Regions from separate parts of the Mus musculus genome. Here all the other regions are linked to region 1. A link is a contact called in public Hi-C, HiCAR-type, HiChIP or PLAC-seq and promoter capture Hi-C data. All regions are on one chromosome and are shown on one strand. Each heading gives the region's core, a stretch centred on a gene start, on an enhancer-like site or on the middle of the called end of the contact. The rest is flanking DNA. Distances are from core to core; before and after follow the strand shown.

What was found. Promoter capture Hi-C pulls out the DNA fragments that hold promoters and counts their contacts. A called contact is a pair of places that touch in the nucleus more often than the background predicts. HiCAR-type assays count read pairs that join an accessible place to other places. HiChIP or PLAC-seq counts read pairs in DNA pulled down with a chosen protein or histone mark.
Region 2: a promoter capture Hi-C map of pre-B cells shows a contact between it and region 1, with 5 times the contacts expected there. The contact joins the promoter of Cr1l here to the promoter of A130010J15Rik in region 1. A contact is called at or near these places in 4 of 39 promoter capture datasets (the C10 cell line, liver and pre-B cells), 1 of 484 Hi-C or Micro-C datasets (B cells) and 1 of 115 datasets of contacts at active chromatin or transcription factors (astrocytes).
Region 3: a promoter capture Hi-C map of erythroid cells shows a contact between it and region 1, with 7 times the contacts expected there. The contact joins the promoter of D730003I15Rik here to the promoter of A130010J15Rik in region 1. A contact is called at or near these places in 2 of 39 promoter capture datasets (erythroid cells and pre-B cells).
Region 4: a contact with region 1 is called in a promoter capture Hi-C map of erythroid cells, with 15 times the contacts expected there. The contact joins the promoter of Cd46 here to the promoter of A130010J15Rik in region 1. A contact is called at or near these places in 3 of 39 promoter capture datasets (embryonic stem cells, erythroid cells and liver).
Region 5: a contact with region 1 is called in an H3K27ac HiChIP or PLAC-seq map of SST interneurons, with 12 times the contacts expected there. The contact joins the promoter of A330023F24Rik here to the promoter of A130010J15Rik in region 1. A contact is called at or near these places in 5 of 39 promoter capture datasets (the 3T3-L1 cell line, embryonic stem cells, hippocampal neurons and 1 more) and 1 of 115 datasets of contacts at active chromatin or transcription factors (SST interneurons).
Region 6: a contact with region 1 is called in a Hi-C map of B cells, with 7 read pairs. The contact joins the promoter of Ppp2r5a here to the promoter of A130010J15Rik in region 1. A contact is called at or near these places in 2 of 39 promoter capture datasets (liver and pre-B cells), 1 of 484 Hi-C or Micro-C datasets (B cells) and 6 of 115 datasets of contacts at active chromatin or transcription factors (astrocytes, double positive thymocytes, fetal liver and 3 more).
Region 7: a contact with region 1 is called in a HiCAR-type map of astrocytes, with 2.8 times the contacts expected there. The contact joins the promoter of Cd34 here to the promoter of A130010J15Rik in region 1. A contact is called at or near these places in 2 of 39 promoter capture datasets (the 3T3-L1 cell line and hippocampal neurons) and 1 of 115 datasets of contacts at active chromatin or transcription factors (astrocytes).

What each region holds. Positions count from the first base shown.
Region 1 is chr1:193,171,822-193,175,094 of GRCm38.p6, forward strand. It overlaps A130010J15Rik (RIKEN cDNA A130010J15 gene), which reads left to right and starts at 1,756. Exons shown (of 2, transcript NM_181048.3): 1 at 1,756-1,959; 2 at 2,424-3,273. The coding sequence starts at 2,521. It overlaps Irf6 (interferon regulatory factor 6), which reads left to right. Exons shown (of 8, transcript NM_016851.2): 8 at 1-215.
Region 2 is chr1:195,129,926-195,133,198 of GRCm38.p6, forward strand. Cr1l (complement component (3b/4b) receptor 1-like) reads right to left here and starts at 1,645. Exons shown (of 10, transcript NM_013499.2): 1 at 1,263-1,645; 2 at 1-84. The coding sequence starts at 1,380. Gm32313 (a long non-coding RNA gene) reads left to right here and starts at 1,519. Exons shown (of 3, transcript XR_865921.3): 1 at 1,519-3,033.
Region 3 is chr1:191,222,928-191,226,200 of GRCm38.p6, forward strand. D730003I15Rik (RIKEN cDNA D730003I15 gene) reads left to right here and starts at 1,527. Exons shown (of 2, transcript NR_151547.1): 1 at 1,527-1,615; 2 at 2,282-2,760.
Region 4 is chr1:195,090,791-195,094,063 of GRCm38.p6, forward strand. It overlaps Cd46 (CD46 antigen, complement regulatory protein), which reads right to left and starts at 1,458. Exons shown (of 11, transcript NM_010778.4): 1 at 1,309-1,458. The coding sequence starts at 1,435.
Region 5 is chr1:195,015,570-195,018,842 of GRCm38.p6, forward strand. A330023F24Rik (RIKEN cDNA A330023F24 gene) reads left to right here and starts at 1,830. Exons shown (of 8, transcript NR_015566.2): 1 at 1,830-1,982; 2 at 3,032-3,273.
Region 6 is chr1:191,395,266-191,398,538 of GRCm38.p6, forward strand. It overlaps Ppp2r5a (protein phosphatase 2, regulatory subunit B', alpha), which reads right to left and starts at 1,776. Exons shown (of 13, transcript NM_144880.4): 1 at 971-1,776. The coding sequence starts at 1,151.
Region 7 is chr1:194,937,136-194,940,408 of GRCm38.p6, forward strand. Cd34 (CD34 antigen) reads left to right here and starts at 1,686. Exons shown (of 8, transcript NM_133654.3): 1 at 1,686-1,909. The coding sequence starts at 1,831.

The DNA.
Region 1 (3,273 bases), core at 506-3,005:
TAAATTGCTCCGCATCTATGTTCTGCTTGACTGACTGCCAACTTGGAAAGTCAAAACTGTTTGTCTTAGATTTATTGCCAGGTCTTTAGCAGTGTCTGATACAGTGTGTTCTAAGATATTTGTGCTGTAATAAATGACCTACGTCTTTCAATTTGGAGATTTATTGCTAACTATCATGAGAACGTAAAATAAACTTGGGAAGAAAAAAATATAAAGCTAGAGTACTGGTTCTATCAATTTTTAGTACTGACTCCCCCTGAGCTGAGAACCTAAGTTAGACTGGCAGGCCCTACAAACTGATCCTCCTTACATACTGTCTGTCTGTCTTTAACACACTGCTGGTCCTTTTTGGTATGAAGGTACCAGCATAGCACCACTGTAAAACCTCCAGTCTGGGTCTCCATTTTGCTGCCCATAACTTGGGGCCATTTGTCCAGGCTAGAGTTTTCTTAAGATTTCCTTCACAGAAGATATAGGCAAATTCCTTATGTCAACATTTGACCTTCCTATCTGCTGTAAGACTTCTCTGGAGAAAGGAACAAGGCACTTTCTAAGGTCCTAATGGCAGATGAGGGTACAGTTCCACCGAAGTTCAATCTGGGGTACCAAGGAGTCCATTAGGTTTACTTACAAAGCAGTGGGTCAGAGGTTATGGTCAGGGGCATGGGTGGCCTTGAAGCGGCCAGTAAGGATGTTAACTCACCTTTGGCTTCCTAGATGGTGTTCCCCTCCTTAGTTTTGCCCATCCTCCTTGAGGTATAGATAACTCCTTGAGGTATCATTCAATTAGGGTAGACTCTAACCTCAGAACTTCCGAGGCTGAGGCAGGAGGATTGTCATGTTTGAGGAATACATAGCAAGACATTGTCTCAACAAACAAATCCCCACCACAACAGTGTGGCTGTAGAGATGAGACCTGCTTTTTCTCCCAAAGATTTGAATTCCGTTCCCAAAGCCCGTGTTAGGCAGCTCACAATATTTTTAACTTATTCAGCTCCAGGTGACCCTACTCCCTTTTCTGGCTTCCTGGGCACCTGCACAAACTTATGAATGGAAATAAAAATCAATCTTTTAAAATAAGATGATCAGCAAACTGGACTCTCGGGCTTTGAGCTCCATGAAGAAGGTACAATGCAGTACCTCGGCACACTGAGAGTGAATACTCAGGCTGCAGACATACAGTTAGTAGTGTTTGGCACGCGTGAATTCCAGAGCTCAATCCCCAACGCGGCATAAACCAGAGAACGAGAAGTCCCGTTCCGGGCCAGCCCCTGCAACACATAGTACAACAGTACTGGCTCAGCAGTTAATGGCACTTGCTCAGCAGGCTGGCTTCCTGAGTTCAGTACCTCGGACCCTCTTACAAGGTGGAAGCGAGAGCTGACAGGGCGCCATTGTGCACGCCCACACAATAAGGCGATTTTTAAAAAAGGAGTGAATATGCATGGCCTTGGCATACCTGTCAAGTTCAGAATTTAGGTACATTAAAAAAATAATAATACAAAATAAAGCTTTACAGCATTGCCCACAGGAGAGGTGTCCCTTATTCCGCGGACTGACAACTGGCGGTCCCAGCGGCTTCTCCCCCACTTCCACTTCCGCCTCGCAAGGCCCGCCCGCAGGGGCTCTACCGGAAGGGGCGGGTCTAAGGTGGCTTTACCTCCCACTCCGTCCGCAGCCTCTTCAAAGGTTCTGGCTTGCGTTTGCTTTTCAAATGACGTCACGGAAAGGCGGAGTAAGCCAGTGCGCATGCACGTCAGGCTGTCTTTCCCTGGGCTTCTGCACACACTGTCGGGTTTTCACAGTACCGAGTGTGGGGCGTGGGAGGGCACTACGCCGCTGGCGGGCAGGCGGAAGGGCTTCCTGCGCCCCCGAACCTGCGGCGGAAATGCTAGCCGAGTGTCTTGAGGCAGAGCGCTTCCTTTTGTAACTAGTCTACCACCGCGTAGGCACGTGTGGGTAGGTGTGGCGGTGGGAGCGTGCCTTCCTAGAAGGGAAGAGGGTCCAGCAAGTGTTAAACTGGCTCGTGCCCCAGTTCTAGCGGCTTCTCTTACCTGAGTGTCGCAGGGTGAGGCGGTGATTACTCCGCGTTGTAGCTTATGCTGGTTTGATCAGGCTGCTGTGAGCGCTCTGTGGAGATCTGTCTGAGGAGCTGGCAATGGAGAGCTTACAGGCGCTGAAGTTTAGAGCCCAGAGTTCTGTCCCAGTTGGACAGTTTTGGGAGAAGTGGTAACTTTTGCTGTAAGGTTTGAATCCCAGAGCATAAATTGCACCAGGTAAAAGTTAGAATCGAAGCCAGAGACAATGTAAATGTGACTAGAAGGACGATTTCGTAAACTTAAGTCTGCCAGAGAAATGGGGTGCAGCATTGGTGACCCCATCTTGACAGTATTAACGATTTCCCCCTACCATATTGTTTCTAGGATCTTTCTCAAGTGCTGGGAGCTGAACTGTGTGTGGCCCAGGGAAAGGAACTGTGGCTAGCTAAGGAGGCCATATGTCATGTAACTTCCAGATCTTATGTCAACACCAAGCCCTCAGCTGCTGGTGGCAGCTGCTCAGCAGACTCTGGGCATGGGCAAGAGAAAATGCCCACCTCGAGCTACCTGCCTTCACCTGGCAGGAGAGGTGCTGGCTGTGGCCCGCGGGCTGAAGCCAGCTGTACTCTATGATTGCAACTCTGCAGGAGTATTGGCGCTCCAAAGTTATCTGGAGGAACTACAGGGGCTGGGCTTCCTGGAGCCAGGACTTCACATTCTTGAGATTGGAGAGAATAACTTTATTGTCAGTCCTGAGTATGCCTGTCAGCATTTGGAACAGACACTGCTTGGTACTGTAGCTTTCGTGGACGTTTCCCGCTCCCAACCTCATCCTTCTGTCCGGTCGGTGGACCAGCTCCCGGACTTGAAATCTCTCATAGCTGACGTCATCACACGTTTTCGAGGACTTAAGAAAGATGTGTCTCAGGGAGTCTCCTACACCAGGCTACATTCCTCAGACTGGAATCTCTGCACTGTATTTGGGATACTCCTGGGATATCCAGTCTCTTACACATTTGACCTGAACCGTGAAGATGACAACTGCTTAACCATGACTCCCCTGCGGGTGTTTACTGCCCGGATTTCGTGGCTGCCTGGTCAACCATCAATTCTGCTGTACTCCTTTAGTGTTCCAGAGAGTTTGTTCCCAGCCCTGAAAAACTTTCTAAGTGCCTGGGAGAAGGAACTCAGAACCCGATTTAGGGCTCAGAATGCCTTTGCTGACCTCAGCATC
Region 2 (3,273 bases), core at 395-2,894, 2.0 Mb after region 1:
AATATGTTCCAATGGGAAACATGGATTCATCAGTTAGATTTATAGGTTTGGCAGAAGGAAGCTGTGATGGGGCTGGGCAGTGACCTGTTGAATGAGACACAGCAACATTACATTGGATAAAAGAACTTGCATCATCCCTCATACTCTCAGTTCTCCAGCTAGCTACAATGGACCATGCATGATCCTCCTCTCTGGCACTCAGGAATGGATCAGTACTATGGTCAACGGGGAAAAAATAATATAATTTAAAAAATGAAACTGCATTTCATTTTGTTAATGTACTTTCCAATACATATTTTGATTTAACTTCTAGACTCAGTTATTTTCTTTTAAGTCTTAGCAGCATTAATTATGTGGCAGAGAGAGTCAAATAATATGTAACCAATAACTATATGTTGGAAAAAAATCATTTTCATTTAACTTTGGAAATACAATAAAAAACAAACAATGCAAAAGACTTCAAGGAAGTCTTTCTCTTAGAAAGTTCTGATTAAGGAGAAAGGAAAGGGAAATTAGAACTTTCATGGTGGGTAAAATGGGCACTCTATTTTGTTCTTAACCATCAGTAAAATTTAATATGTAAATTCTACAGTCTTTTCTACTTGCAAATATTTCATTGCACCTTGAGGCTTGCTAGCTTTTCAAATCTTACCTTGGAGTGGGAGTGGAAGGACCTTCCTTAAAGTGGAAGCTCAAGGGAGTTAATGAGGATTTGGGGTGGGAGATAAAGTACACAGTCTCACTGTGTGAAAACTGTATCCCTGGGCCTGTTTGTCTAGGCCTTCGGAGAAAGTGCATAGGGAATGTCTCAAGATAGAAATAAATTAAGGAGCTGAAATTGGGTTAGATATTTGATGGCACCTATTAAATACCAATACCACGAAAGACATCAATATCTCCATTTCACAGATAAGGAAACACAAAAATATTAACTTTCCTCATAACCAAATTCTAGGATTAGAAATTGCATCTCTCAATATTCCTGCAACCCCCTGCTCCCCACACCGTTTCTCTCACTACATTCAGCACAGAAAAGCACAGCGTACAGCTAATAAAGACAAGCAGCTGGGAGACCACGCGTTCCTGCCGGCTGCGTACGACCCAAGATCTGGGTAGAGGGCGCCCCACGCTCACCCATGGGAAAGGGGCGCTGAGCACTCACAGGCAGCCCAGACCAGCGTTGGAGTCTGCGCAGAGCCTATTTACCGCGGGTTCCCGGTGAACCGTGTGTCCGTGCTTCCCCAGGCCTCCCCGCAGCTCACCCAAAGTAAATGGCAGCAAGAACAGCAGCAAAACTTCTAGCTTGACTCCTCCCCGGCCGAAGGCTACAAGGAGCCACACCGGATCCAGAGGCTCTGAACTCCGAGAAGAGACCTCCATTCCCCTCACACCGTTCTCAAACAACGTTTTACGGCAAATGGTGTAGAAAGCAGTCCCACCCAGAAATGGCGCTGGGTTCCGGAATAAAACTTCCTCTAGCTGGGCTAGGCGCGGTCTTGTTTACTCCAAGCCCCTGGGATTTCTGTGGAATTACCCTTGGGAGATTGATTCAGCAATGCAGAAACTGGTTCAATACCTAGTAGGTCAGCTCCAGGAAGTTTTCCACTTGCAGGAACCTTCGACTCCAAAGAAAACAAGGCATTATGGGAACTCGGTTTGCATATAGCCCGGCCTTACTCCTTTTAAAAATCTGCAAGGGTGGAGCCTAACCCTAATCTGCAACAGTGAGCTGACAGTTGCATACCCTGTCTAGTATACAGTAAGAACCTATTTCCTTATGATGAATTCGGATGTAACGTGCCGCTGGAAACAAAAAATGAAAGGTAAAAACCATAGCTCTCATCTTAAAAGGATTAGGAGTTTATTCTGAAGCCATTTTGAGTGATCATGACCCTGGAACAATGATATGGTCACCCCAAATTTCATGGAAGCAGTTTCATAAAGTTTTTGTGGTTTTACAGAGCAGAGAAAGTCACAAATTAAGGCAAGTTTAAAATATATTGTTGGGTACATACAAGAAGCAGGTAGTGGAAGCTTTTCTATAGGCTCAGGATGACTCTAATGGCACTCGGCTTTTGTATTGGTAGAAGCTAGTTGCCTGATAAGTCAGTAGATTCTAAAAGGTTGTTTGTGGTTTTGTTTGTTTGTTTGTTTGTTTGTTTTGTATCTATTGTATCATGATGTTAGTTCTGACTTAGCCCAAGATAAGGTAATTATTGGTCTCTGGACCAGCAAAATTGCAATCTCTCCAGAGTACTGAAATTCTAATCAGCCAATAGTCTTTGCAGAAACAGTTAACTTTCAGGAATTTCCTTTCACAGTCAGACGCAGTTTCTTTCCGGAAGTTTTTGTTCACAACCATGTCAGTGCTATTCAGCCTAGACCAGGATAGTGCAGTAATGAATCAGGGAGCGAAGCCAGGCCTTGCCATCATCCAAGTGAGATTTGATGGCAGATGAACAATTAATAAGTTTTCAGAAATGGAATAAACAGGATTTGCACTGAATTTTAATTCCTTTCTTAATACTAATGAGAGAGAGAGAGAGAGAGAGAGAGAGAGAGAGCCCTACTCAGAGATTGGTGGTAGTGCTTCTAGAAATAACAAATATAAAGAGCCAAGTTTGGGGAATAGAATTAAGAACTCAAATATTCCAAGAGAGAAATAGGACATGCGAACAAACATGTCCACATTCTGTTTTCAGAACCTGTGATAGGTACTTTATACGGCAGGAAAAGAAATGGCTAATTAAATTAAATCAAGAACATTTAAGTGGGGAGGTAATCCTGTCTGCCAAAGTGGGCTTAATAACCCTAAGGAACCTTACAGGAACATAGTCCTAAATCAGAGAGGAAGAACAATGAGGGCAGAGATCAAAGTTGCTGCCTCCAGAGAGCAAATGATAGCAGCCTCTAAAATGTGGAACAAATAAGCAGATTCTTCCCCGAAGCTTTCATATGGAACCAGTCCTGCTAGCACTTTGGATTTAGAATTTAAGTTATTCTCGAAAAAGTATGGAAGAAGTTATATTGCAGGTAAGTATACTTTCTTGCACCATATGCTATCAGAATACACTGCTATCCCCACATTGTTTGGAGGTTACATTTTAGCATCCACTTTCTTCCCTGAGTCCTTGATGGGTTTAGCTCCTGGCTGATATTTACTTCCAACAATGCTCCTCTTCTCTCACTCCTCATTGGCTTCAAAGATTACAGAAACTTTTTTCCACATGCTTGGCTTCACCGTTCCTTAAATTATCTTTGCCTATGATCTTG
Region 3 (3,273 bases), core at 277-2,776, 1.9 Mb before region 1:
TAGGTATGTGCAGGAGTGCAGTGTCTCCAGAGGCCAGAGGGTGTTGGATCCCTAGTATCTGTAAGGAGCTAATGTGCTGGAAATTGACTCTAGTCCTCTGCAGGAGCAGGTCTTTCTTGTAACTGCGGAGCCATGTCTCCAGCCTCCATAGTGTCCTCTCTGCTTTCATGTCACACATATACATGCATATACAGATTTAAATCTAGATTCTGCATATGACAGAAAGCATGCTATACTTTCCCCAAGTGTGGCTTAGGTCACTTAACACAATGATTTCCAGTTCCATCCATTTTTCCTACAGCAATTTTCATTCTTTGCTAGCAAAATTCAATTGCTGGGGCCAGAAGATGGCTCAGCAGATAAAGACTTCAATAATCCTCAGACCCGGAGTTCATTCCCTACAACCTACCTGGTGGAAGGAACGAACCAACCTGCTCTCTGATCTCCACAGATACACTGTAGCACTTGCTCCCATACTCACCCACATACATGTAAATAAATAATTTTTAAAATCCCATACATGTATACATATAGAACGCATGTTCTTTAACCATGTATCTGTTGATTGCCATCTGGGTTAGTTCTTTATTTAGCTATTGTGAATAGTGCAGCAATAAACTTGGGTGTATTGGTGTCTTTGTGATGTGCTGACTTAGAATTCCTCCGGATTTATCAATTTGTATGTGTGCGCGTGCATGTGCTTGTGCACGCGAACTGCTTAAGACCCTCTATTCCTCACAGGCCACAAGATCTCAGGCAGGTGATCTCCCCTGAATGAAAGTAAGAAAGCTCACTGCAGGTGCCTGCACCAAGAAGTGGCTGCCCTGCAGTCTTTTCCTGGGCACCTGGGGCTGCCTGGGCTTTCTCCATCTCCTGGTGGGCACAAAGATGTTTGACCACAGACTCCACGTATCGGAGCAAAACCGAAATCACAGAAGCATGATGGACAGGAGACAGGGCAGGTCACACAGGTATGGAGACTAAGGACAGGAATGGTTAGCTTCTAAATGTCCACGCTGAGGACTTCCCGTGTGTCTGGCGTGAGTAGCCAGAAGACGGACTGTGACCACCTGCCATTGTCCCACTGGGCTCCCTTCCCACAGTGCGACCTCTCCGAAACTGTTCTTGGCATGACCGTGACCACAGTGGATGGCTCAGGACTGAGAAGCAAGGCCTGCCTCGGGCAGCTCTGGCCCTAATGGGCCAGCCCAGGTCTCTTAAGCACAGCCTCTCCAGTTCCAGAAAACTCATGGGTAGGCTCCACAGGGCTGGGCCCTAGGTCAGCCAAACTTTAGCACGAAAAAAATGAAAATTCTGGAGCCAGCCCTATGGCAATGATTAAGAGCTTGACGATGGTCAGCTCTGTGACCTGGACAGCATACTTTTTGTTTGAGGTGACCGAACGGGTGCAGTGCGAGCTACGGCCCCTTTAAGACAGCGAAACTCGAACTTTCTATCCCGGCTTCTCGGCAGCGCGCTTACGTCACAGCGTTCTCCGTGAAGGGGCGGGGCTGATGACTCACGCAGTCGGGCCTCCGCCCTTCCGGGCCGCGCGCACGTGAGCGCGCCGCTCCGCCTGTCTAATTTTAGCTCTGAGGTGTCAGGGTCGTGCGAGGTGAGGCGGCGGGGTCGCAACGGGCTCGGGTGGGGTCCTCACGTGACTCCGTGAGGCGGCATGCTCAGGTGGGGGTTCCCCTCAGGACTGGGGGGCCGGAGTCACGTGAGGTGAGGCGGGTCGTGATGGGTTTGGGTAAGGGTCCCCTCGCGACGAGGATGGGGTTGCATGAGGTGAGGCGGCAAGCCCTGGTCCTCTTGGTGAGCGGGGTCTTCAGGTCACGTGAAGTGACTGCACAAGGTCTCCACAGCTCGGACACGGGACCCCTCAGGAGTGGGTCGCCAGGTTCATCTGAGGTGAGGCGTTGTGTGGGGTGTCCTCTCCGGGTCACGTAGGTGCACCCGTGGGGTCAGTCGGCAGAGCCCGGGGCAGCTGAGCCCGACTGTGTGGACAGCCCTTGCACTGCAGGTCCAGAGCGATGTCAGTCAGAGAGGTGTGGCATCTGGGTCTGTGGGCCACACCTCTTTCAACCGAAGCAAGTTCTAGAAAGTCCCCTGGTGGGTGAAACTTATCAGAGTTCAAGTTTAGGTAGTGTTGGGTTGTAATGAAAACTTGTGAAGAGCGAGAGTAAACGTGGTGGCTGACCCTGCGACCAGCTGAGGAGACCCTGGCCCGGGGTCTTACTAAGGGGCTTCCGATCTCTGTATCTTCCCTGCTGAACTCAAGATGGTTTCCTGCATGTCTGTGAGGAGTGGAGGAGGACATGTCTGTCATCCAGAGTAACCGGGTCAAGGATGTGTGGTTAGATTGGAAAGGAAGACATCTGCTTGCATCAGCTCAACTTTGAAGACAGGGGGTGCACTGACCCCCACCCTCTCTCCCATCTCACATGAGGATGACCAGAGAGGGTTGGTGTTCGAGATTTGCCATAATGTGTGGGATCAGGAACCAGATAAAAGTTTAGTGTTGAAGAAATGAATGCCAGGCACCTTGTAAAATTGGCACCGCAGCCCTGTCATCAGAAAGTGAGCTGTTCTTTTGACACACAGAGTTGTTTGCCATGTCACAGTGACCTGCATTCTGTTAGTGAGGGAGCCTCAGGTTTCACATGGGTTGTCTCTGTATAAGCTGTAAAATGATAGCCTCTGGCCTTTATGGTATTGGGAAACTTGAAGTGTTTAATGATAAAAGTGGTTTCTAATGGTTGAGTGCTTCAGTTTCTTCTTTCCAACCCCCTATCCCCACTTTTTAAAAGAAAGGTTAATCGTGGAGAATGTGACAAGAATGAGAGAATCTGGTGTGTTCTTTCGTTTGCATTCCAAAAATAAATACAACCCTTCTGAGTTCATATGCAAACATGGATGTGCAAACATTTTAGAACTTTAGTCCCTGTAATTATCCACCTCTAACCAGTTTAAAGGACCTGAAGGTTGGGCTGGAAAGATGACTTAGCAGTTAAGAGCACTGGCTGCTCTTCCAGAGGACCACATGGCAACTCACAGCTGTCTGTAACCCCTGTTCCAGGGGACCAACTCCCTCATACATGCAGGCAAAACACAATGTACATAAAATAAAAATATTAGAAAAGACTTGAAGATTAAAATCCAGTATTGGCATTTTATATAGCAATAGCTGGCTCTTGACCAGTGTTTCAACCTTTCTAATGTCGTGACCCTTTAATACAGATTGTGGTGTTGTAACCCCCACCATAAAATTAT
Region 4 (3,273 bases), core at 208-2,707, 1.9 Mb after region 1:
GGATTGTTGTTTGTCCTGTCCCTCAGTCATTTTAAAATCCAGTCAGAGAAGCATGTTCCTTTACTCCAGAGCATGGTTCTATTCCTTCATGTTAAGCTTTGGTTATTATTAGCAAATATTTATAGATCATATACTATGTATTGCCACTAGGGATCTATCAGCACAATAAAGTGCCTGCTTACATTCCTATACATATATGTGTGTGAACAATCAGTGGAAGAGGCTCACAAAACCAAGACAGGCTTGTCACTGTCTCCCAACATCTCCATCCTCCGGACCAGCACAGAGTCTGGAACATAGAAGGCAAAAGTTGCTGGATGGATACTGATAAGAAAAAATATAGAAATACAGACTATATGAACAAGATTATGTATATATGTCACAAACACAGAGTGTTGCAAAACAGAAGAAAACAGAAGTATTGTTCTTTGTGTAAATTTTATAAAGTAACTAACCATGTATAGTATTTATTCCATGTAATGAAACACCATCCAAATGTGGTGGGATAAAGCTTGAGTTTTAGTTCATGAGCTAAGGTGAAAACCAGAGTGCTACTTATACTTCTTGTCTCAGGAGTGATGTCTAGATTGTCCTTTTTCTACTATGACTTTATCTGTAAAGGAAGATAAGATCTCAGAGCCATTTGGTAATAGAATCAGACACTGTCTGCTTTGGCTAGGAATGGACACTAATTCCAAGCAGGGAGTAGGAGTGTAAGGAATATGATTAAACACACTGTATATGTGTGTGTGTGGGGGGGGGGGGAATCTAATGAAATTGAAAAGCCAAACAAAATAGCCACTTTTTTTTTTTTTTCGAGACAGGGTTTCTTTGTATAGCCCTGGCTGTCCTAGAACTCACTTTGTAGACCAGGCTGACCTCGAACTCAGAAATTCACCTGCCTCTGCCTAAATTAAAGGCATGCGCCACCATGCCCAGCAAAATAGCCACTTATAAACCAAGCCCATACATACTGCCTCGGGCAACAAGGAAATTTGACTTAAAGGGGGAGGCCAAGTGTGACTTTCCCTCCCTTCTAAACCCAGAGTTGCTTGCCCACAGCATAAGCCGTGCAATCTGCTACTGACACAGTGGGGCTCTAAGTGAACATCTACCCCTCCCTCCACTCAGGCTGCCCACCCCTTAACTACTGCCTACTAAGGAAATCTGCACTTTCGGGGTGAGGACTGAATGATCTCCATAGTCACAGCAAAACTCACACATTTACACAACCCTAAGAGGGCTCTACCAGGAACTCCTGAACTCCTCCCAGCTTCCCTGCGACACAGCCTCTCTCCTGGATCGTACCAGATAAATGAGACAGCAGAAACAGAAGGGCCTCAGCATAGACGCCCAAGGAGCACCAGAAGAAAGTGTAGCTCTTCCTTCTGCGACAGGGGTGCGTTGAGTCTGGCATAAGAGGCGCCGCCGTCATGTTACCAGACTGAAAGGGAAACTGGGCGCCAGGAAGCCAGAGAGCAAGTTTTAAGATAGGTGAACAGACGCAACAATCCTGAAACTAAAGTGTGCTGAGCGACACAACAGGTGGGCGTGGCCAGGCCGCTCCTGGCAGGCTGGTGACTGGTAGCGCTAGCTAGGCCAATCGGCTGGCAGTAAGGTGGGGCCTCAGTTCAAGCGGCTGGGCCATGAGGTTGCGCTCCCGCCAGGAATTTTGGGCTTCTCAACTATTTTCCATTGTCCCACTTTGCTGTGCTCCTTCCTTACCTAGCTGCGTTACTCCCAAGTCCTCTGCAGCTTTGCTGCACTCCTCAGCTTGGATGGCACAAGCCTTGTCCTCAGTTGCATGTCAGGGTTGTGCTCCTCTCAGGGCTGTTTTCTTAAAGATGCAGCTCAGTATTCCCTCTTCAGCGGCTCTATAGCTGTTCTAAGGTGTGCTTACCAGCTGGGGCGTACCTTGGCTTACATATACAAAGAGACCGCTTTATTCCAGAAGGCTGGAAAGACTTGTTGGCCCTGTGATCATTGCTCTGAACTTGAACTTGAAGAATAAAAGTGCGGGAACCTATAAAATAGACCTAAAGCACTATCAGGAGGCTGCCTCAGACTTGTATTTGGCATTAGTCACAGCTGATTAGGACAAGTACTTATATTTTCCTCATTTGAATTCTCTTACAGCCTCATCTCACAATCCTCAACTCTCAAAGGTTTTCCCATTGGATTCTCAGCTTCTAAAGTCACACCCCCACCCTCCACATGGTTGCTGTAAATTATTGCACAGAACACTTCTCTGTGGCAAGCATTGCAAGCACACCCCTGAAGTTGAGCTATTATGTTTTAGCCCTGGTTAGGAATGCTTTCAGTGACAGTGTTGACTGTGAACATCCCAGGATCCTGACAAATGTCAAACCTTTGGATGAAGGAGAGGATTCAAATTTGGTGTTTTTTCCAGTTCATGGGAAATATCTTGTTAAACTGTCAAAGAGAAGCAAGGGGGAGTGCGGGGGTGTGGACCAAAATAGGACTCAATCTCCTGTATGCTTTTTGAAGGGTGGTAAGACAGTGGGATGAAAGGGCATTTAAGTGGTAGAGAAATCAGGGTTAGGGCTTTTTGTGTGTCTCGGGAATTATGTTTACATTGTTTTCAGAGGGTGGGTGCAGTGGTTTGAATAGGAATGGCCCCTATAGACTTATGTGTTTGATATTTGGTCCATAGGGAGTGGGACTATTAGGAGATATGGCTTTGTTGGAGTAGGTGTGACTTTGTTGGAGGAAGTGTGTCACTAGTGGATGGGCCTTAAGGTCTCAGAAGCTCAAACCAGTTCTCTGCCTGTTGCCTGTGGATTCAGATGTAGAACTCCCAGCTCCTTCCACAGCACCATGTCTGCCTGCATGCCACCATGCTTCCTGCCATGATGATAATGAACTAAACCTCTGAAAAGGTAAGACAGCTCCAACTCTTTTTCTTTATAAGAGTTGTGTTGGTCATGGTATTTCCTCACAGTAATAAAACCTTAATTAAGACTGGGATAACAGCTACAGGCCAGCCAACCTTTCTGCATAGTGGATCAGGATCTAACTTCATCTCCAGGAATTCAGGTAAACAAAACAAAACAAAAAACAAAACCAAGTACAGAAACAAGGACGGTTTTCACAAGGACACTTACTTTATCCATTTTTGGTTTTACATCTGTCTTTGTGTTTTTGTACTCATAGTATGTTGTGAATGTACATGTCCATTTGGGTGTGTGCACCTGTGCATGCACGTAAGTGTGCATGCATGAGTGTGCATGTGGTTGTAGAGGCCAGGGGTTA
Region 5 (3,273 bases), core at 580-3,079, 1.8 Mb after region 1:
CAGGGAATACCAGGTTGTCTTCCAGGTGGTCCTTCTCTCTGATGGCTGAAATATTAGCCAGGGTGGTTGTGTAAAGGCTGTATAGGATAGTTGGTATAGAAGAGGTGGTTGCCTGACCTCTTGTTCATCTTTCTGAAAGTTGCAAGATGCATTTTATGAATCAGCTTATTGCCTCAGGACCCAAACACATCTAAAACATCTAGCTAGAGGCTGGTGTAGAAAACATTTATATATATAATAAGTTATATATATAATAGTTGGAACATGAGCCTTGTTGAATGTGTCTGGTTATGTAGGGTTCATTGGGTTAGTATCTGAGCTATTCTTTGTAGCATTGTCAGGAAAGGGGATGTTAGAAGCTGTGCTTTGCTGCTAAGAGTTGTCACTACCCTAAAGTAACTTGTACCTGGCTCTGAAGCATCAGTGGAACTTTCCTCATAAGAGTTTCCAGGTATGTGGATGTGTTAAAGTATTGCTCAAGGACTGGGGGTTCATCTGGTTACCCATCCTAGGGAAGAAACAGGTATTGGCTATGTTAGGTCTAGGCTTGGCCATCATTCTGTTGTCTTTTTTGTTGTCAGAAGGATCTTGGGAAGAAATGACTCAGCAACAAATCTTAGATGTGTGGCCTTCCTGCCTTTGGGGAAGTAATTGAACATACCTAACTAGATTCTAAAATTTTAAACACTGAATGAATAGACGTACATTACTCTGGATTTCTTCAGGCTGCTGTTTGGTTTATTCTTTAAAATACCTGATCTGATAGAAGGATCTCATTTGTGGAGTTAGCAAAAAAAATGTTTTAATTATGCTTTTTAGCCTTAGGAAATTCAGGATTTAAAAGTCCTGATTTCATGCCCCAAAACAAAACAAACAAACAAGCAAAATGAACAAAAAAAAGAGATGAAATAAAAAGGCAAAAATAATGTCAGAAAAATAATGTCTGGGCACCATGATTATAATTTTGGACTTGTCGTGACAGAAAGAGTTAATGAAATGGTGGTCTCATGGTGAGGACTATTTTAGCCTATGGCTAGGAGAAGCCCATATGGCTCAAGAAAAGATGATGCAATATTTAGTTAAGGACAGCCCTGGTTGATTTGAGCCCTGGGAGCTGCCATTCAAAGAGTTAAAGCTAGTCTTATTCCCATGAATCTCAAAGTGAAGAAGAAAGGCTGCAGAAATAGGGACCTGTGTGTTACGGAGCTGTTAGGTAAGAAAAAGAAAGAAAGAAAGGAAAAAAAAAAAAACCAGGCTAAAATGTGTGGCCAAGAAAACAGAATGTAGGTCCAACTTTTTTTTTTCCTTGTTTGACCAGCCTTGGCACTGCCCTCTGCCTCTCCAGAGGGAAAGCTGCAGTTCTGCTTCTGCAACACAAGGAGCAGACTGGAGAATTTAGATCTGCGTCACAGCGCTCAGAGAGAGAGAGAGAGAGAGAGAGAGAGAGAGAGAGAGAGAGAGAGAGAGAGAGAGAGAGAGAGAGAGAGAGGAGGGGGAGAGGGGAGAGAGACAGAGGAGAGAGAGGGATAGAAGAGAGAGGGGGGAGGAGACAGGAGAAGGGGGGGAGAGAGAGAGAAGGAGAGAGAGAGCCAGCATGAGCATACAAGCTGTCGATAGGTCTGCTAGCAGCAGCCGTGCTGCAGCGGAGAGAAAAATCAAGAAACAAGTCATAGCAACACTGGGCACCAGGTTCTGCCAAGCGTTCAGAAATCTGTTGGGTGTCCAGAGGCCTCTGGGTAGCCTAGGCTAAGATGTCACGCAAGGTGGCACAGGCAGTTCCCATGGGGAGTACGTGGGAACGGGTGGGGGCAGGAGTGAGTACAAGAGTTGGTAGGGTGGCAGTGGAAGGCTTAATCAGAGTGGATTCTGGAACATTCAGGACTGCGGCACCTTGTATCTGGACAGGGATTTGGGACTGTGCAGGAGACGACTGGTGGTCCAGTGTGGCTTAAGGACTTGATGGCGTAACCCACTTCTTCCACGTATGTATTTCTTGTGATAAGGGCAATGTCTAGGGTATGTGGGTGCTGTTTTTCTTACCTTCTTTCTTGCCTTTTGCTGTCTTTTTCCCTTGGAGGTTTATTTTATTTTATTTTTACTTTAATTTCTTCTCCCTTAGTGTCATCTATTTAAGTCTGACCAGGATAGAGGAGAGGAGTGAACCATCCCCGGCTTCCCACTTAACCTTTCACCCTTTACCCTGTTTTCTGTTGGTGGATGGAGAGACTGGTTTTCCAGGTTGTTTGGGTGTCAGTGTCCATCTGTGCAGGCTTATGGGAAAGGAAGAGAGTGAGAAGTGACAAGAAGCAGGCAAGAGGGACTGTTTTTCCAGGCATTCTCTTATTAAAACGTCTAGTTGTGGGCATCTGGGGTGGTGGAAGAGCATCGGCATAGGGTAGGGTGTGGGCTGAGAGAAGTGGGGTGATGCTGGGAGGTTGTCACTGCGTAGTTGAGAAAAGTGGGGAATGATGACGCAGTCACTGTTGCATCTTGTTAGGAGCTCTGTGGAGACAGGTAGTGAAGCTCCTGGGATCTGTGGGACCAGCAGAAGGGTTAAAGATGAGTCTAGGTGGGAAGCTAACATTTAGAGATTAAATGTCATCCTTTTGGCGTTGGAAAGTTGTTTACCTTGCTTTCTCTGTGTCTCCATGTTGGCTCCCTTCCAGTTCACATGTGATGGCCTTCCCTGTACTGCTGCATCATTAACTAAGTGACTGAGCTGGCCTTCCATTGGCCAGGGGAGGGCTCTTATTTCAGACACTTCCTCTCATTGGTGGGAGGGCCAATGGCAGGTGAAAACCTCTTTTTGATTGGCTAAGGACAGAGTATCAAATCTGAATTTGCATTTCACTTGCTTAAAGGGGAGGGAGAGAAGCCCAGCAGCTTCTAAAATCTCTTTTAGGGGTGTGCGTAGGTGAGTCTGCCTGCTTCAGACTGCCCAACTGAAGCGTCTTCCTTTACCTTTTTTTAAATTTCAGGAACTATGAGGAAGAGCTTAAAATGCCTCAAACTTTTTTTTTTTTTTTTGGAGGGAGGAGACTGGGGAGATGGATTTGAAGAGGATTGAACAAATTGGAAGAAAATATTTGTCCTCTGCTTTGGTGTCAGAAAAGGGAATTTTCCAATCTGCCACACCTCAGTGTTGCGGCAAAAATAATTCTTGGCTCCCCTGGAAACTATCGGGCAAGGTAGGGCAGAACTGCTGCTGCTGTCGCCATTACCCTGGGCTTCCTATTGAATGGGCTGCTCCCAAGTGAACAGATCTGCGTTGAT
Region 6 (3,273 bases), core at 526-3,025, 1.8 Mb before region 1:
GCACCCCGAGAGGCAGATGTAGAGTTTAAATGGGGTTCCAAGCTGTTGCTGGTCAACTGTTGATTTGATCTAGGGTTTTCTTTACACTCCTTGCCAAACTAAGTCAGGATTCATAGACTCAAAGACAAATCACAACCAGATTGGCCTTGAAAGGGATGCTGGATCTTTGTCAAAAGAATTGAAAAATCTGCTGATCATTTATCTATTTTGGCATGAGCCTTTCTTTTATTTCTTGGCCTTGTGACTCATTCTCTAGGTTTCTATCAGGTTGCAAAGAATTTCTTAAATATCTAGGAACATAAACATCTTTTCCATTAATGACATCTAGCTCATAAAATGCAAAGACGTAAAATTATTAAATTAAAAGCCAGTAATTCTCAAAGAATAAGCAAGAACGCCAGTAAACAACTCATGAAAAGCCTCCAAACCGGGTGAGAAAAGAGAGCCAAAAGGAGTGCCAAGCACTCCTGCGAGGCATTAGGCACGGATACCAATCTGAATTACTTACAAAACCTTACAAAGTCCTTGGAAGCATAGCCGCGCTAACCAAGTTCCCGTTCCACGGCAAAGAAATTACTCTTCCTTCATAACCTCTCCAAAGACAATCGAGGTCTTCTGAGGTATAACATTTACGTCTAACGAGACAGTAAGATCTGTCACCTGGTCCCGGTTTTAAGCTAGTTCTATATAGCTACGTCTAAAGGCCAGCTAACTCGGCAGCAGTTTGTTTGGACCCTGGATGTGACAACTGAGGGACAAACAGAGAAAGAGAAGAACTAGCTAAGCTTGGAGAAAACCAGGGTTGAGGCTCAGCGAGGCAGGGAGTCGAAAGACTGGACGAGGGAAGGGAGCGCAGGTACCTCTGGGGACCCTGAAATCGCCAAGGCAAGGGCAGGCGGGGCAAGCGCGCAGGTGGGAAGGGGAGTAGGGCTTGCCCCGGGAGCGCGGGCCAGGGGCGGCCGGGGGTTACCTTTGAGCTGGGGCAGGGGGTGCAGCTCCGCCTGGCTGCCCTGGCTGCGGAACTGCGACGAGCCCTGAGAGCGCTTCTGCCTCTGCGCCTTGCGCACCGATTTCCGGGTGAAGCCGTCCACTTTCTCCGAGGCCGAGATGGCGGCGCAGGCAACTGGTGCGGGCGGCGACGGCGACGACATCTCGGCGACCCGGGCGATCGGCGCCTCCCGCGGCGGCTGGCCCGGGCAATCGGCGGGGGACGGGCACGGCGGGCCTGCGCCCCTGCGCCCCGGGCCCCGGCCGCGCCGCCCTCGCGCTCCGCGAGCTGCTCCTCACCCGACAGCGCCTCACGGCCGCATCCCCGCGCCGCGCGGCCGCCTCCCGGGGCTGGCGGAGGGGAGGGCGGGGGCGCGCGGGCCGCACAAGTTGCTGACGCCCGGCGACGAGGGCGGGCGGAGGCGAGCCCGAAGTTTGGACGGCTGGGGCGAGCGCGCGGGTGCGGACGCCGGGCGCGCCTCGCGGCCCCTTAGCGCGCGGAGTCCGGACAGGTCTTCAGCGGCTGCCGCCCGCGCTGTCCGCCCGGCCGGGAGCCTCCTCCCGGGGCGCTTCCATCGCGGGTCCGCGCGAGCCGCTGCCGAGCGCTCGTTCTCCTGTCAGCGATGGCCCCTCATCGCCCGGGGCGGCCACCCGTACCCCGATCCTTGGATCCTTGGATCCCTGGAGCGTCGCCCTCGCTCAGCCTCCCGCGCCCACCGGCCGCCCACGGAGCACGCCCGGGAAGCAACTGCTACAACTTGAGAGGGTGGCTGGTTCGGGTGAGGGGGGACTCGGTGCGCGTGCGTGCGCGCTCCCGCGGCCCGGGGGAGGTCCTCGCGGGGGGTGGAGGAAGGAGTTTGACTGACAACTTCCGCGGGGTCCCACTAGCCTCCGGAGTCTCCGGAGGGGGCCGGGGCGGGAAAGCATGCCAGTGCCCTCGGCCAATCGCAGGGCTAAGCGGCAGACGGGGGTGGGGGCGTGGCCTCCCGGCTGTCTATCAAGAGTCCATAGCTGGGTGGGAGGGAGGGGCTACGTGACAGACGCGGGCCACAACCAATCGCAAGTGAAGGCAGTGAGCGGGGTGCCTTGTGCGTCACAACTGTAAAGGAAAGCTCTCGGGAGGGAGAAAGGGGAAACGCCGCGCCGCTGTCGGCTCTTGTGTACGCCTGCGCTAGGCTCCAGGCTGGGATTGTTCTCCAGACAGCGCGTTAAGAGGGAAACTACACAGGCAGCTCAGAAAGCAGAAGAGCGTCCTCCCTCTCTTTGCGCCCTGCTTACCAATGAGAACATGAAGCGAGGGCCGGGGTGCCCAAGAACACCAAGCATTGCGTCAGTCGAACGGGGGCGGGGCCAAGGTCGTGTCAGAGCAACGTGATTGACAGGCGAAGGAGCCCCGGGAGAGAAATGAGCTTGTCCAATCGGAGCGCGGGGCTACGTTCTTGGGCGGGCCTTCTCCTCTCCGGTCCTAAACCGCGTAATTGGTGGTTGGGGAGTCCATTTGTAGCTCCCGAGGTCTTGGCGCCGCGGTTCGCTGATCGCTGATCTCGCGTGGGGTTTGGGCAAGCTCGTCTCTACCACTTCAGAGAGCTCTGCAAGTCTAGGCCCTCTGAAAAGAAGTTTCCCGTTTCGAACTTAGCCCAAGTTTAACCTCTTCTGCTGAGGCCCTTCAGTCATCTGTAGTCAAGTTCAGATTAGCTGATTTGGGGAATCTCTTCCTAAGAGATTCCGTCTAAGTTTTATATTTAAAGCCAAGAACTGCTCATGTTAGCTTTGGGCATCCGTATGATGCTTCAACAGAAAGTGATCCCGCCTGCCCATAGTGCCCCCTTTGCTCTGCAGTCTCTTCTGCAAGTCCCACACCTTTTCCTTTTGACATAAAAACGGAGGTTAAGTAGGCTGGCCTAATGCTTGAGGAGGATCGAGAAGTATGCAAAAGTAGAGTTCTAAACCTACACTCAAAACATTTGCTTAACCAAATTATATAACAACAGAAGAATGTATAACGGAAATATGGTGTGTATACACATATTTTTCCACCATAAAGAACGAAATAACATGTAGGAAAATAGGTCCAACTGGAGATAATCATATTAGGCTGAATAAGCCAGTTTCAAAAACATAAATATCTTGTTTCCTTTTGCTTGCGATTCCTAGATTTTACATAGGTACATTAAATCAAGAATTTGCGAAATAAAAGCTAAGCATAAGAAGTTGTCCAAGGGAATTAAAGGGATTAATGGAAGGGGAATATGTTTGATGTACAGAAAAGACTTGTATGAAATTTCT
Region 7 (3,273 bases), core at 436-2,935, 1.8 Mb after region 1:
AAGAAATGACAGACAGCACATATTACAAGTTAAGATTCTTGGCACTCAGCCTTGATTCTGGTTCTATATGGATTTTGCTTTCAGAAACTTTTCCATAGAGTCAATATCTTTCACTCTCCTCCCCCACTTCAAAGCTAGTTAAGAAGTTCAAGTACAAAATATTTCCTATAGTCCCATTTCCCATGGTCCAAAAGACAAAAGATATTTAAAGTAATCAGAAGAGAGCCTAAAACAATGGTACATACCTATGATCCCACCATTCAGGAAGCTAGGATAGGATTTTTTTTTTTTGAGTCCAAGACCAGATGGGACTATAGAGTGAGATCCTGTCTCAAAACACTTTAATTAATTAAACTAACAGAGAAAACATCTGGAAGTAAAGGTAGACTCAAATGAACCAACTCATTTTTACATATAACAATTTACCTACCATAAAAAGTATGAGCAAAATGTAGGTACCAGAAGAAAATCCACTTTTGAAACTGAAGAATTAGGTGTAATATTTCCTTCTTAGTTCATATTCCAAGGACCAGAATTTAATTTTAAAAGTACATTTTGCAATCCTTTCTGACCCTACCTCCAGGTTCTCCATCACAATATGCCAACTGTACTTTGACACAAACTCACTTAATGTCGTTGTATTCAATGAGCCTCTGCCTTTATTATGATGAAAACCTCCGCTTCTTGTTTTAATGGTGTGATATGAAACAGGGTAAGAGTATAGATTTGAGGACTGATACTCTTCTTCTCAACCCCAAGGTATATTAGGCCCAGGGTAGGCAACACAAACAAATGTACTTTCTTCGTGGAGGTAGATCTTCAGAGAAATAAATACAGAAATTTATCCAGGGCGTTTGTCTGATCTTTCTTTCTCCCTTTAGGTTATGTGACCAGACATTATGGGAAAACTAGGGCTAAGTATTTACAGTCATCATCACAGACCCTTCTGTGCCTTATCTCAATTTCTACCTGCTGCTATATGCCTTGTCTTGCTTCTCTCTCCTCCTGCCTTGATCTTCTGACCTGTGACGAGTCAGAATCCTGCAATCCAGCGCATCAACATGCAGCACCATTGCGTGGAGAAGCACAAGGAGTGCTAGAAGGTCTGTTAGGTAGGGCAGGGTAAGAATCTAAGAAATCTTTTGTCTGAAGGGAGGGCAAGAAAAGCTCCCATAGAATCAGGAAACTTAAATCTAGGATTGAAAAGGGAACATTGGAGAAAAACCATGTACTATGGAGTATCTATATTATCTCTATGGTATTGACAATTGCTATGACCCAACTAGCTAAGGAAATATGGATGATCACAGGAAAGTTAATACAAATTCTGTTGATTTTGCTGGAAAATGAGTATAAAAGAGAGATGGTAGGATAGCAGATGGTCTGGACTGTGAAAAGGCTATTAGTGTCCTGTTTGTGTCCTGCTCAATTTTAACATGCAGCACAGATTCCACCGTGACTATCTCTAAAGGTGTCTTGGAATTGTGTTGTTTCCTGCTTAGCTGAAAGATCATACTCCTGTAAACTCAGGCGTACACAGTGGCTTCCTGCCACACTTAAAACTTGAAAATAAAGAAATCAGAAAGGAGAAATTTGACCCTGCCGAGAGGCAGCCAAGATGACACACGGTTAAAAGTGAAGTAGGAACTACGAGAGGGGCTGGCCTCACCAAGACGCAACAGGGAGGGGATAAGCCAGCATCCCCCACCCACTCCGGACAGGGAGCAGGGGAGGAGAGCCAATATCCCCCACCCCTGCGCAGGGCGGAGGAGCGCGTCCCGCGCCGGGCCGCCTCCTGCACCGAGCGCATCTCCGGAGCGGTACAGGAGAATGCAGGTCCACAGGGACACGCGCGCGGGGCTCCTGCTGCCATGGCGCTGGGTAGCTCTCTGCCTGATGAGTCTGCTGCGTGAGTATTAACAGCTGAGGGCCAAGGGACCAGGCTATGGGCCGGGAGGAGGGAAGACGCCGGCCACTAACCTCACCTGGGAATCCTGCGCTCCAGCACGCAGAAGTGAGCTTACTCAGGTAGTGCTGGGGGACGCCAGCTCCTCTGCGTGGCTGGAGGTGCAAAGCTCAAAGTTGAGGCTAGAATGCAGACAGAAGGAAGGAAAAGTTCTGTAACTCTCCTTAATTGAGGAAGCAAGGACCCAGAGTGGTCCAGAGAAGGGTCCAGGCACCCATTGTTCCCAGGACTTGGACATAAAGAATTCATGAGGGTAGCCATTTCCAGTAAGGGCCAGGAGACCTTTAAGGAGGACTGAGGGACATTAGTGGAAGAGTCTGGAATAAAGAACAGGCAGAGAGGAAAAAAAGGACAATTTTAAATTTCAGATTAGAAAGCTAGAGTCGCCCCTGCAGAAACCATGCAGATGCTAGTAGGGAGGTGGTTTGGTGTACACACCAAGTCCTTCTGCTCACCAGTCTTCCCCGTGCACAAACATACATTCATTGCTAGTTGGAATTTTCTTGCTCTGCTTCCCTTCAGATTCTAAAGCTAGTGGACAGGCCAAGACACCTCCTGCTGCCCACGCATACTCTTACTTCTTAAGTTCTTCCCCTCTTAGGTTGGCAAAAAATAGTATTCACTCAGTCTATAGCAAACTTTATTGCACTGGAGGGTGTTGTTCTTCATCCCAACTCATGTCCTTTGAGGTTTTCAGGGTTGTGAATTACTCATTTTGCTTTTAACCCTTGGGGCTCCTAAATCTTCATTGTATATCTTAAAGGACACTCAACATGTAGAGTAGCCTGGATCTACCCACAAGACCTCTTTTCTCCCAGTCTTCTGCTCCATTGCCTTTGGGTCTATCCCAAAGAGAGCTGGCAGAGGAGAAGTTGAATTAGGTTCTGGGTTCTCCTGATTGGCAGCGCTAGACATGTCCATTTTGATGGAGTAAAACTTGCTTGGACAAAAATGCCCAGAATGATGCTACACTGTGCACGGGTAGGTGACCACGGGCTGGAGTCCTCATCAGATGCTCTGTACTTACTCTTTTGGTCACTCAGCTCAGCACTGACCCAAGTCTGGGTGTAGTGCTGTCTTTTCTTATTTCCTCAGCTGGCCAGTATCAGCCTTGTCTTGGGCTGAATGGGGCAGGGTGGAGAGAGCAAAAAAACCTCTGCAAACCTTGGGGAAATATGCTGAAGATATCAGTGTCTCAACTTTAGGGTAAAGGACAGGGCAGGGGCCACCATTCCCAACCCAGCTAGACTTCATAAGCCGGCCAAGGCTCTGTACTTTCTCCAAGAACTTCCTAGGGTTTGTGTTGA